Regions from separate parts of the Gossypium hirsutum genome. Here regions 1, 2 and 3 are each linked to region 4. Evidence: chromatin contacts called from public Hi-C data. All regions are on one chromosome and are shown on one strand. The core of a region is the stretch at or near the end of the contact, and the rest is flanking DNA. Distances in the headings are between cores, read along the strand shown.

Region 1 (2,700 bases), core at 99-2,598, 140 kb after region 4:
TTTTGTTTGAGATGATGATTAAACATGCCACATCAGCTTACCATTACACCATTAATGACAATTAATAGCTCAGTGACTAAATGTTACAAATCGATAATCTAAGTGACTAAAATGTAACATTTCAAGCATAAGTGACTAAAATGTAACTAAAGCAAACAAAAGTGATTACTTTAGTAGTTTACCCAATAGTTTTATATGATGAACCTTTTTTATTAATTACTATGGGTTTTATAATATCTTGCATTTCAAGTAGTTGATTTTATGCTTCATTCATTTGGATGGGATGTTCATCCTTTTGTCACTAAAGATCCAACATTTTTTTGGGGTTTCGATGCACTCTTATAAATTTAAGTCATTTATGATCATATCTTGCTTTTATCCCAGTTTCCTTTTCTTCTGTTGGGCCTTTTATCGGTAAAATGTCATATTGCGCCATTACTGACAACACCTCAAAACCTCTTTAACCCAGGCATTATCTTTAACATATTCTTCATATTTTACCAACAATAGAAAACTTTTCTAAAAGAAACTCCAAGAAGTACCAAAAATGATGAAAATTACAAGCCACAACAGATGAAGTAGAAAGGGAAATTGTGAAGATTAGGAGGAAAAACATGTAATTTTTCTTTTAATTACACGAGAAGAAGTTGGACGAAAGTGATAATTAGAGAAAAAGGAACAGAATCCTGAGATAAAGTAGTGACCAAAAACGGTGCGCAAGAGTCCAAGATATTAACCCTTCCCCCGGTTCCCACCCTTGAATTGGGACTGTGAGTGACCACAAAGTCCATCATCTGCCCATGGAATTTGTACATTGTTTGCTGATGAAAGGAGCACTCACCACCTTCACTATTTGAGTAAACCTTTCATTTTCGTTTGTCTGACATTATGATTTAAATATAAAATAAATATGTGATTTAAACTTGAATTCACTAAAACTCCCTTCAACAACTCAAATCAATCATATATCCTTATTTAAAAAGACAATACTGTTGCAAAAACTTAAAGAAAAAAAAGAGAAATGAATTTATGTGTAAAAGATAATTATTACTTCTTAATTTACATTAAGTTATATAGCCTATTTATAATAAAAATTAGATGCACAAATAAAAAAAAGACATGCTATAATATGATATCGTGCTAATAAATTAAATACAAAATAAAGAAAAATATGATATGATATACATTAATTATGCAAGATTTCGTATTAATAAATACCAATTAATTATTGAAATACATAGGTTTATACACTATTTAGAAATTAATGATGACCGGGGAAAGTGTATATAATGGGTCCCTTCATTTTTGGATCATGCATAATTTCCACATGCAACGGGATTCCCTTGTGAAACAAGGCAACGAGACTCCTTTACTGGAAAACAAAAAAGATTAAAAAACAGAAAAGTGCCCTTAAAAACACGTCTCGATAGCCCTCTAAAACTCATTCTTTCGTAGAGCCCAATTTCATCAAAATCAATTTCACTTTTTAGTCTTTCAAAGTCTTTGATGTACCAAATTACGTAACATCACCGCTAGTTCTTCCAAACTTTTTCTTTATTTCCACCACATCTTCCACAAATTAAAAAGATCGATCCTCTTCATTCATTTTAGCTAAAAGCTTTGGGAGTTCCATCAGCAGGATTTGGCAGCATGTCGATGAAAACACACCGTTGGATCAATCCTCACCAAATTCTATCATCACTAACCATTTTCTTTGCCATCACCATCTTTGTATATCCCATCAACGGGATGGAATCAAGGAGGCTTGATGACAGCACTGTTCCAGGTGGTCAAGGCGTCAAGTGTACCCCATCATGTATACAAAGTCCTCCACCACCCTCACTGCCGCCACCATGCCCTCCACCACCATCACCCCCAGCACTGCCTCCACCTACACCAAAAAAGCCGCCAACCCAATACTGTCCACCACCGCCAATACCGCCTAGTCCACCATCCTTTATATACATACCCGGTTCACCAGGGAATTTGTACTCGATTGACCAAAATTTCGGCGGTGCAAACCGGAATGTCGCTGTGGGGTTATTGGGTCTGGTTTGTGGATTATCTCTCCTGTTCGCTTTTTAAAGTTTGTAAGGTCCTAGGATCTTGTACAACAAGTTGGATATAGTAAGTACAAATTCCTTTTCTTAGGACAAGAATATAATTTTGTCCAAACAGAAAGTTTTAGGACCTACAATAGTTATTGAACTTGCTGTTTCATGATATTGTTCAATGATAAAAGTTCGGAAAATTAGCTTTACCTATAAATTACCTGATTTTGAATGGCTGTTCATTTTTCTGGTTCGATAAACGTCTTCTTACTTAGTATATTTAAGTTTGGTTGATTAATAGTTTTTTTATAAGAGAAACGAGATTATTAGTGAGATTTGAATAGGTGATGGGATTCCGAGCAAAGCAGTCCAGCAGGCAGCGGTTGCCGTTCAGAAATAAATTAAGAGGAAAAAAAGGAACCAATTTAGGCCCAGTGTTAGTTGGGCGGTGACGACGCTCTTACGTTGGTGTTTAGTTGGACACATGAGGCCTGTGGTAGCCAACTGCTCTTATTTCATGGACTCCTACTTCTATTCTATTTTGCAGCCATTTTTCACTATCAAAATCAAGCATTTAGGGTGAGTTTGGATAAGCGGTGTGTTTACTTGTGGTTAGTGTAAAAACAGCGGTGGTGGTAAGATTAGATAC
Region 2 (2,700 bases), core at 118-2,617, 170 kb before region 4:
CACTCATCATCTTTGAAAAATCATTACTTTTTGCATTATCTGATTGATATACATCATCAACAACATGGGATTCATATCTTTCAACACATTTAGAACATAACCAGCGACCACAGCTTTGGCACGGATATCTATGAGAGAATTCATCAGCAAACTTCGTATAACATTCAGAGCAACACATTTTTTGGCAAACACCGTTTTTTAGCATCAGAAATTCTTCACCAGTGAAACCGGAAAGATCACTAGCTCCCAATGAAATCCAAGACCTAGCTTTTTCTATTAGATCTAATAGTGAACTATCAGGTACTCCCAGAAGAATCCCAAACAACCCACACACAGTAAGAAACTACGCTCTTTCTTCTAGTCCTTCTTCTTCTAAAAATCAGTATTTAAGAAAAAAAATAATCAGCAGTTTAATATGGAAATATTAAAAATATAAGAAAACCCACAATAAAAATGGTGAGTTTTAATTACTTTTCAGGGTAAGTATTTTTTATGAGCTTAAAATTGATTTATTTTGACCCCTTCAATTTTTCTTTTCTTTTCTCAAAGGTGTCAATTTAAGAAAATGGAATAAAAATACTCCAAGGAATCCCAAAATGTTTCCAAGGAAGAAACTTAAATCGATCTTCCCCACAACTTTTCTTTTTCACTACATCACAAATCACAGAATAACAATATTTACACATAAAAAAATCACAACAACCCAACAAATTTCACAACACGAATAACTACAACATAAACCCTAAAATTCAAAAATCCCGCAGAAATTTGACCCGAAATGAAAAAAAAAACGAAAGTTCGGAGCTTAACCAATCCCAGATTTATGCATCCATAGATCAAGTCAAGCACCAAAATCACAGTGACTTATGATGGGTTTTAGTTTTTCAGAACAAACATAAAGAGAACTAAAGTTCAAACACTAGAAGATGAAATTTAGCAGTAAAACAGGGCAAGGAAAGGGAAAAAAAAAAGAAGAAAGAAAGCTTAGTGATTGAAAGAGAAATTAAAAGTAAAAGAGAAGAGAGAAGATTAGGAGGCAAAATAGGATGAAAAAGGAGGAAAAGAAGAAGTGCAGAGAAGGTTCCCTTTTCTTATTATTTCCTTTTCTTCCTCAACTATACTCTTCCTTTCCCTTTTCTTATTATTTTCCTTCTCCCTTTTCTTTTCCTTATTATTATTTTATCACCTTTTCTCTCCTCTTTCATTTCCCCCCCTTCCTTCTACTTCCCCCCTCGCTCTCTCTCTACACTAAAATAATATTTCTCTTTCCTTTTTTTAATTCTTTCCTGGTTTGTTTTAACTAGGGTTTTGTTGAGAGATCAATCTGATTGGGTCATCGATGATCATTCTATTTTTTTTTATTCTTTTTGGTACCAATTTTTTATTTTTATTTTTCCTTATACCCTTATCTTTATTTTAATATATTATAATTAATAACATAACGAACTATTTAAATATAAACATATTTTTATACAAATTGTTTTTTTTTAAAACTACAAACTGTTATCGACATGAAAATAAATTTTAGTTCTTTTTTTATTTACGCTATTAGAATATTGTTAACATAAATACACTTAAAAGCCATGCGTTTTATCACATCCAACTTCTTCATCGATTTTTTCATTTAAATTAAAATATTAGCAACGCTTTTCATAATATCATTTAGGTTGTTAGTAGTCGCTGTATTTGTATAAAATTTAAGATTTTTATATTTAAAGTTTTTAATCTAATCATCATCGTCATTAATAATTTTTGTCGAAAATTTTTAATTTAACTTTTTTTTTGTTAATCATATATCACATAGCTTAATTAAACTTCCAAGACAATAAAGTTTGACAGAAATACTTACGATTAGATTTATAAATAAAAAAATAGAACTTAATTTTTAAAAATAAAGATTAAATCTCAAATTTTATCAAAGTATAGGAAATAATTACCTATTTTAATTTATTATATAATAAAAATCACTTGTACAAAAAAAATTTATTTGTCATAAAAAAAGAAAATCAAAATAATCTAAATTAGGGAGTCGAATTCAACTTTAACATAGCATTTAATGAATTAAATTGAATGCAGGAAAAAAATATTATGACATAATAAATAAGGATGTGATTAAATATTTAATTACGGGTGGCTGTTAATGAACGGAAAGACATGGTTTCATGATTCAACTTATTTTGAATAATTCATTTTAAAATCGATTCAATTCTTATGTTTAAATTTAATTTTTAATTTAACAGATCTCTATATACAGGTAGTGTAGTAAGGCATGTCTCATGACCAAATTTTACAGGTTAGGTGGGTTTGGTAGAGCTTTATTTGTGCATATTTGTGTGCTTCCTCCGTCTCAGCTTTTATTTTTATTTTTTTTAAATGTTTAAAATTACTCATTGTCTCTCTCTAACTCATAAATAGAAAGATAATGTGCTTCAACTAGGGATGAGTATTCGATCGAGTCGAGTCGAAAAATTTGGAGTCGAGTCGAATTAACGAATCTTATTATTTATACTCAATGTTCCGTTTACATGGACCAATTATTTTACAAGTAGACAACGTACAAGCTTTTAAATTAATTTTGAGTAAAGAAAAAAAAGGGAGTAAGGCGATTCTGAAGGGAATAAATTCCAAAACTATTATTTTGTTACACATTACCATGCTACGGTATCTTTCATAGTTTTTATATTATTACAACTCACATGT
Region 3 (2,700 bases), core at 25-2,524, 200 kb before region 4:
AAGGTATTTCAACCTTACTGCACTCCTTCTATTAGAATATGGTTTTACAAGCCTATAAATAGGCATAGTCTACTCATCTTGTAATCATTCGAATTCGACATAGTGAATTTCCACGTAAAAATCTATATTCTTTATTATTCTTTCTTTGTTCTTTGTGATACATTGTCATTACCGACATACTATTTTTTACAGTGACAACACTATGGAATCCCAGAAATCATATGCAGCTTATTGACTTAGAAAGTGACTACTATCTAGCCTATTTCCAAGATGAGGGAGATTTTAATAAAGTATTGGTTGGGGGGACCTTGGGTGATTTTTTGTCAACATTTGGTCATACGACCATGGTCACTGGATTTTTCAATGTCGGACAATGAAGTGGATGTTCAAGTAGTGTGGATTAGGTTACCTGGTCTGCCGAAAAGCTACTACTCAAATTTCTTACTTCTTGCTATTAGCTAAGCCAGAGGGCCAATGGTCAAGCTTGATGTTCATACGAGTAGTTAGGGGTGAGCAAAACTCAATTTGATTCGAAAAACTGAAAACAAATTCTAATTTTGAGTTAATCAAATCGAGTTGTTCGAATTGTTTGAGTCAACTCGAGTAAGTAATTCGAGTTTCGAGTTTCGAGTTCAAATCAAATTGAATTTTACAATTCGAATAACTCGATTAATTCGAATAACAAATTGGTGTAAATACCTTTTTGGTCCTTGTCAAGTTTGAAAATGAGCAAATTGATCTCTCTCTAAACAAAAAATTACAAAATAATTCAAAATAATTTTTAAAATTCAAAATATTTATAGAAATTTCAAATTTATATATTTTTTAAATTTTTTAAAATATATATAAAGTTAAAAAAATAAAAAAATTTCTAGAATAATAATTTGGGGAACTAAATAAGTTAATTAATTATTTAAGTTTATTATACTAAAATATTTTTTTATTATTTTGCTTTGAAAAAATTATCAAATATATATAGTTTGGAATTTATCTTCTCTAATATGGAATTAATTATACTGTAACAAGATTTTAATTTGAGATGTTTAATTTTTTTAATTTAATTCAAATAATTTTACTTGATTCGACTTGACTCAAATTTCATTTCTCTCGACTCGATTTGAAAACTTTTCAAATCAAGTTAGGATGATAAAATAGGACTCGTCAACTCGATTAACTCGAAATTGTTTCACTCGATTCGATCAAATGCTTACCCCTATAAGTAGTGGAAGCCAAAGACGTTTCGTTAGGTTGGCGATATGTGTGGACTTAATGAAACCACTGTGTCAAAACTCAAGATCAGTGATCGTATTTAGAGAATCGAATATGAGTCACTTACGATTGTCTGCTTTAAATGTGGGATTTATGGCCACAATACAGATTTGTGCGCGAGAAACAAAAGCAACTCATCGGAGAGGTGTTGGTAGGAGAGAACCGGTGGTCGAAAAAAAGGGTCCTCAATGGTGTGCGGAAGAGGAACCATATGGGCCATGGATTCTTGTGAAGCATTTACAAAGAGGGAAGGTTCAGAGTACAGGAATAGTGAGAAATGACGTTTCTGGCAAAAGGGCTCATGGTTTTCAGCTTTGACGGTGGATTCGAGTGAATCTAATTCCAAAATTAACGTCGTGGGTGAAGGGAGCCATCCTAATCAAATCAAAAGGCGTGATTTAGGGAAGAACCATATCACAAAGGTCGGGAAATTTGAGCAAAATGAGACATATTTGAGGATGAAGGGGACAACTAAATCTAATGGTAAAGGGATTATGATTAGAGGTAAACCTAGAGTTGGTCCAAAAGTATTACGACCCACTAATACCAATATTGGGTCAACTGCTAAGAATGAGGGAAATGGGTTTGATGATGCCTCTAGAATGGGCCCACTTGTCCCAACTGTTAGGATAAAGGTTTCAATTTTTTGCTTGTAACTTTCCAGTCGAAATTGGACAGAAACAAACATGGGGCAGTTCGGGTGGTTGAGAATGGAGTGTACGATGCTATAAAAGGGAAAGAAAAAAGTGTGTTTCAATTCAGAGAGTCAAGTATTGGGTACTCAAACCCAGATTTGCAAACTTTTGAGGATGGTAATGTTTAATGGAGGAAATCATCAGATTACGAGCTGGGAGGTTCTGTGAATCACATGGTAGAGTTATCGGCGACATTGAAGGGTATTGTACGAGAACATGATGCTGATCTTCCGGCGAATGTGCTGCTTTTGGATGTGGAAGTTATGGATAATGATGATATTGGTAATAATGAGATTAGTTGTTAAGTTTTTTTGTACAACTTGTGTTGGCTTGTTCATGTTTTCTATTGTCATTTGGTTTATGGATTTAAAACTTTTTTTTGGAATTACCAAGGAATAATGCATCCCCTTTTCCATAATTTCATGGCTTAGTATAGGAGAGAGTTTTGCTCAGATGTAATGTGTTTTTTAAGACACGGATCAGTGGTATTCGGGCGAATGGAATTATTGCAAAACTTAGGTTTGCAAATTCGTTAAGAATTGAAGCAATGGGGTTTTCTGGGAGGATTTTGATTCTTTGGAGTGACAATGTCTCCGTTGATATTCTGGATTTGCATCCATAGGTGATTCTTATGAGGGTGAAAAACACACAAGGACCCTCTAAGTTTTTGTGCTCAGCAGTGTATGCTAGCCTACAACCAGCAATGTGACGGAAGTTATAGTAGTATTTTGATTTT
Region 4 (2,700 bases), core at 8-2,507:
CTCCATCACATGCCCATATAACACATACGCCCTCCCTTCCTCACCCACTACAACTGAGGTTGCGAACCCTTCCTCCTCAAGGGCAGTTTTGTCATACACCACCCCTTCTCCCCAACTATCGTCGCTCTTCAAAAACCAAAGCTTTTGCGTTGACACCACTAAAACGACGCCGTCTCTCCTGATCGCAATCCCATCTGGCATAACCAAATCCTGGTTCAGCAAAACTGTCCTCGCTTTCCCATTCTCCTCATCCACCTTAAACATCTTGCCGGTATTGCTTTGCACCACCAGTAAATACCCCTTGCTGACGTAAGCGATTCCGTTGAGGCCGCAATCGTTGAAGGGTTCGTTTTCGCCCATAACCGATGGGTAACGGCTAAAGGCTGGAGATCTCGAGAAGATCCACGCCTCTCCCTCTTCGTTGACTTTCCAGATGAAGTTTCCGACCGAGTTGGTGACGTAAGCGTTTCCCTTGAAGTCGACGGCAACGTCGTTCGCAACGTCACGCCCGCGGCCGATTGAGGCGATGAGGGAATCGGGGTCGGAGGGGAGGAGGGAGAGAAAGAGGCGGCGGCGGGTGCGGAGGTCGTAGGCGACGAGGGCGTTGAATGGAGGGAGAGGGGAAACAGAGTGGAGGCAAGCGAGAAGGCGGTTTTTAGTGAAATCTACCGTCAGACCTAAAACAGTAACGTTTTCAGGGAGGGTGGGGTCGGAGATCAGAGTTTCGACAACGCCTGCGTCGGAAACGGAGTGGATTGTACGGTGGTTTAGGGAACCGACGATGAAGTGCTGGGCTAATGGGTCCCAGGCCATGCCTTCTGGGTAGAGGTTAGGCCATCGGAAATCGATGACATGCGTCTTCCCGGCGACGGCAACGGCAACGCCCATGGTAACGATGATAACTAAGGATATAAAGCTAGTTTTTATTGGAGACATGATGGATGGAATTTTTTTTTTCTTTAGTGGTACTGAAGAGGGAGAGTTCCTTTACTCTCTTTTTATTTGTTAAAAGGAAGTAGAGTTCTGAAGGGAATCGATCAATTTAACCTTTTTTTTTATTTGTTTTGTAATTCAATTTCTTGTCAGAAAAGTTTTTCCAAGGTTTTCTTGTCAAACAGGCTCTTTTTTATTTTTTTTTTCTGATATATATATATATAGAGAGAGAGAGAGAGAGAGAGAGAGAGGTAGAAAAGGTTTTCTTTTTCTTTTAAATATGATCTCATGAAACAAGCCTCTAAGACATTTAAATTTTCATGATATATAGCTTAAGAAAATATATTTTACGTCCACTAGTTTGTCAAATCCAATCATAACCGCACATTTGGTTTTCATAAAAATTATTTTAAAAAATTTATAAGGATTTTAATATTATAATTTTATTAAAAATAATAACATCGACCCATTAAAAAAGTAAGTGTCATTTTTTAAAATTTTATTTTCTCATTTTTTAAAATTTTATTTTAATAGCGTTTTTTTATTTTTAATAAAAAAATTTAGAATTTTATAATTTTTAAATGACTGTTTTTATAATTTTTATGATTTTTTAAATAATTGTTAAATTTTTATAAGGGCTTAATTGATTTTCTTATTTGTTAATAAAGCTTTTTTTTTTACCGTTTAGCTTTATTAGTTTCAAAAAATTTTAATTTACTTCCAATAAAATAGTAGAGGTCAAATTGAATTAATGTGTAAAGGTTGAGGACTAAAACTATTATTATACCTTATATATAAACATCAATTTTTAACAATGGGATTGTTTTACTCACTCATCTAACTTACAGGGGTTAATTTGCTCATTTTCTCAATAGAGGAGCTAAAATGTAATCTAAAGTATAGTACAATGGTTTGTGGTACTTTTATCCTGAGATTTGTTAACTTCAACTATAAAAAATTAATGCCAGGTTTAGGTCATTGGAATAAAATAGAAATTGCAATAAAATATTATCTTATATAAATAGAATAGGGTTGTAATGAGGTAAAACAAGTTAACAAGACATGTAATAGGTATTACATTATTTGGTTGATTAAGTTATTGTTAAGGAATATGCAAGGAATAGGTATAAATTGACAAGTTCATCCTTGAGTTGAATAAATATATTTTATTTAAAATTCTTAAATATATATTAAAAATATCTAAATAAATTATACATAAAAATAAGATATAATAAAATAACAAGTTATTTTAAGTATATTTTAATTAAAATGAATATTTAAAAAATTCAAAAATAAATTACACATTATTTAGTAAAAAAAAACTACATTAGCAGTCAATAGCTTTTGAGGTGAGGTCTTTCTCTAGTGGGATCCATTTTAAATCAATAGTTATGGTTGAAAGACATATTATAGTCATTTGATCAAGCCACAATAGTATCTAGAAAATTGTTCTAGTGGCTTGAAACTTGTTAATCTAGTTAATAAAGAAAGAAAAAAAATGTGTTTTTAGCTATTTAAAATGGTTTTGTATTAATTTTGTGAATAATGACATAGGTATGGGTATTTACGAATACAACGGGGGCAGGTGGGGCCATTTCCCCTTAGTTTTTTAGAAATTTACATGATATCCCCTTCAAGATAAACTTTAGTACATTAAACCTCTTAAAAATTTAAATTTTGCCCCTCAAACCCTAAAAAAGGCCAATCCCGTTTAAAGTAAATAGTAAAAAAACATGAAATCGACAATGCTAATATAAGTTTACCTCC

Evidence for each region. A called contact is a pair of places that touch in the nucleus more often than the background predicts.
Region 1: a Hi-C map of leaf shows a contact between it and region 4, with 2.2 times the contacts expected there. The contact joins the promoter of LOC107921752 here to the promoter of LOC107922394 in region 4. A contact is called at or near these places in 2 of 34 Hi-C or Micro-C datasets (both in leaf).
Region 2: a contact with region 4 is called in a Hi-C map of leaf, with 1.7 times the contacts expected there. The contact joins the promoter of LOC107921947 here to the promoter of LOC107922394 in region 4. A contact is called at or near these places in 3 of 34 Hi-C or Micro-C datasets (hypocotyl and leaf).
Region 3: a contact with region 4 is called in a Hi-C map of leaf, with 1.9 times the contacts expected there. The contact joins the enhancer-like site here to the promoter of LOC107922394 in region 4. A contact is called at or near these places in 2 of 34 Hi-C or Micro-C datasets (callus and leaf).

Annotation. Positions count from the first base shown.
Region 1 is chrD01:48,255,675-48,258,374 of Gossypium_hirsutum_v2.1, reverse strand. It overlaps LOC107921752 (proline-rich receptor-like protein kinase PERK2), which reads left to right and starts at 1,348. Exons shown (of 1, transcript XM_016851568.2): 1 at 1,348-2,268. The coding sequence starts at 1,651. The coding sequence ends at 2,085.
Region 2 is chrD01:48,573,872-48,576,571 of Gossypium_hirsutum_v2.1, reverse strand. It overlaps LOC107921947 (putative 1-phosphatidylinositol-3-phosphate 5-kinase FAB1C), which reads right to left and starts at 1,367. Exons shown (of 11, transcript XM_016851744.2): 1 at 1-1,367. The coding sequence starts at 205.
Region 3 is chrD01:48,599,140-48,601,839 of Gossypium_hirsutum_v2.1, reverse strand. No RefSeq gene overlaps it. Among protein-coding and RNA genes, the nearest start is that of LOC107921809, 12 kb to the left of the region's middle. Within about 2 kb of position 1,274, at least 9 of the 9 cell types and tissues checked have an H3K27ac peak or open chromatin away from gene starts, as enhancers often do. A contact at or near this core is called in leaf, where this site is marked.
Region 4 is chrD01:48,400,531-48,403,230 of Gossypium_hirsutum_v2.1, reverse strand. It overlaps LOC107922394, which reads right to left and starts at 1,257. Exons shown (of 1, transcript XM_016852413.2): 1 at 1-1,257. The coding sequence starts at 936.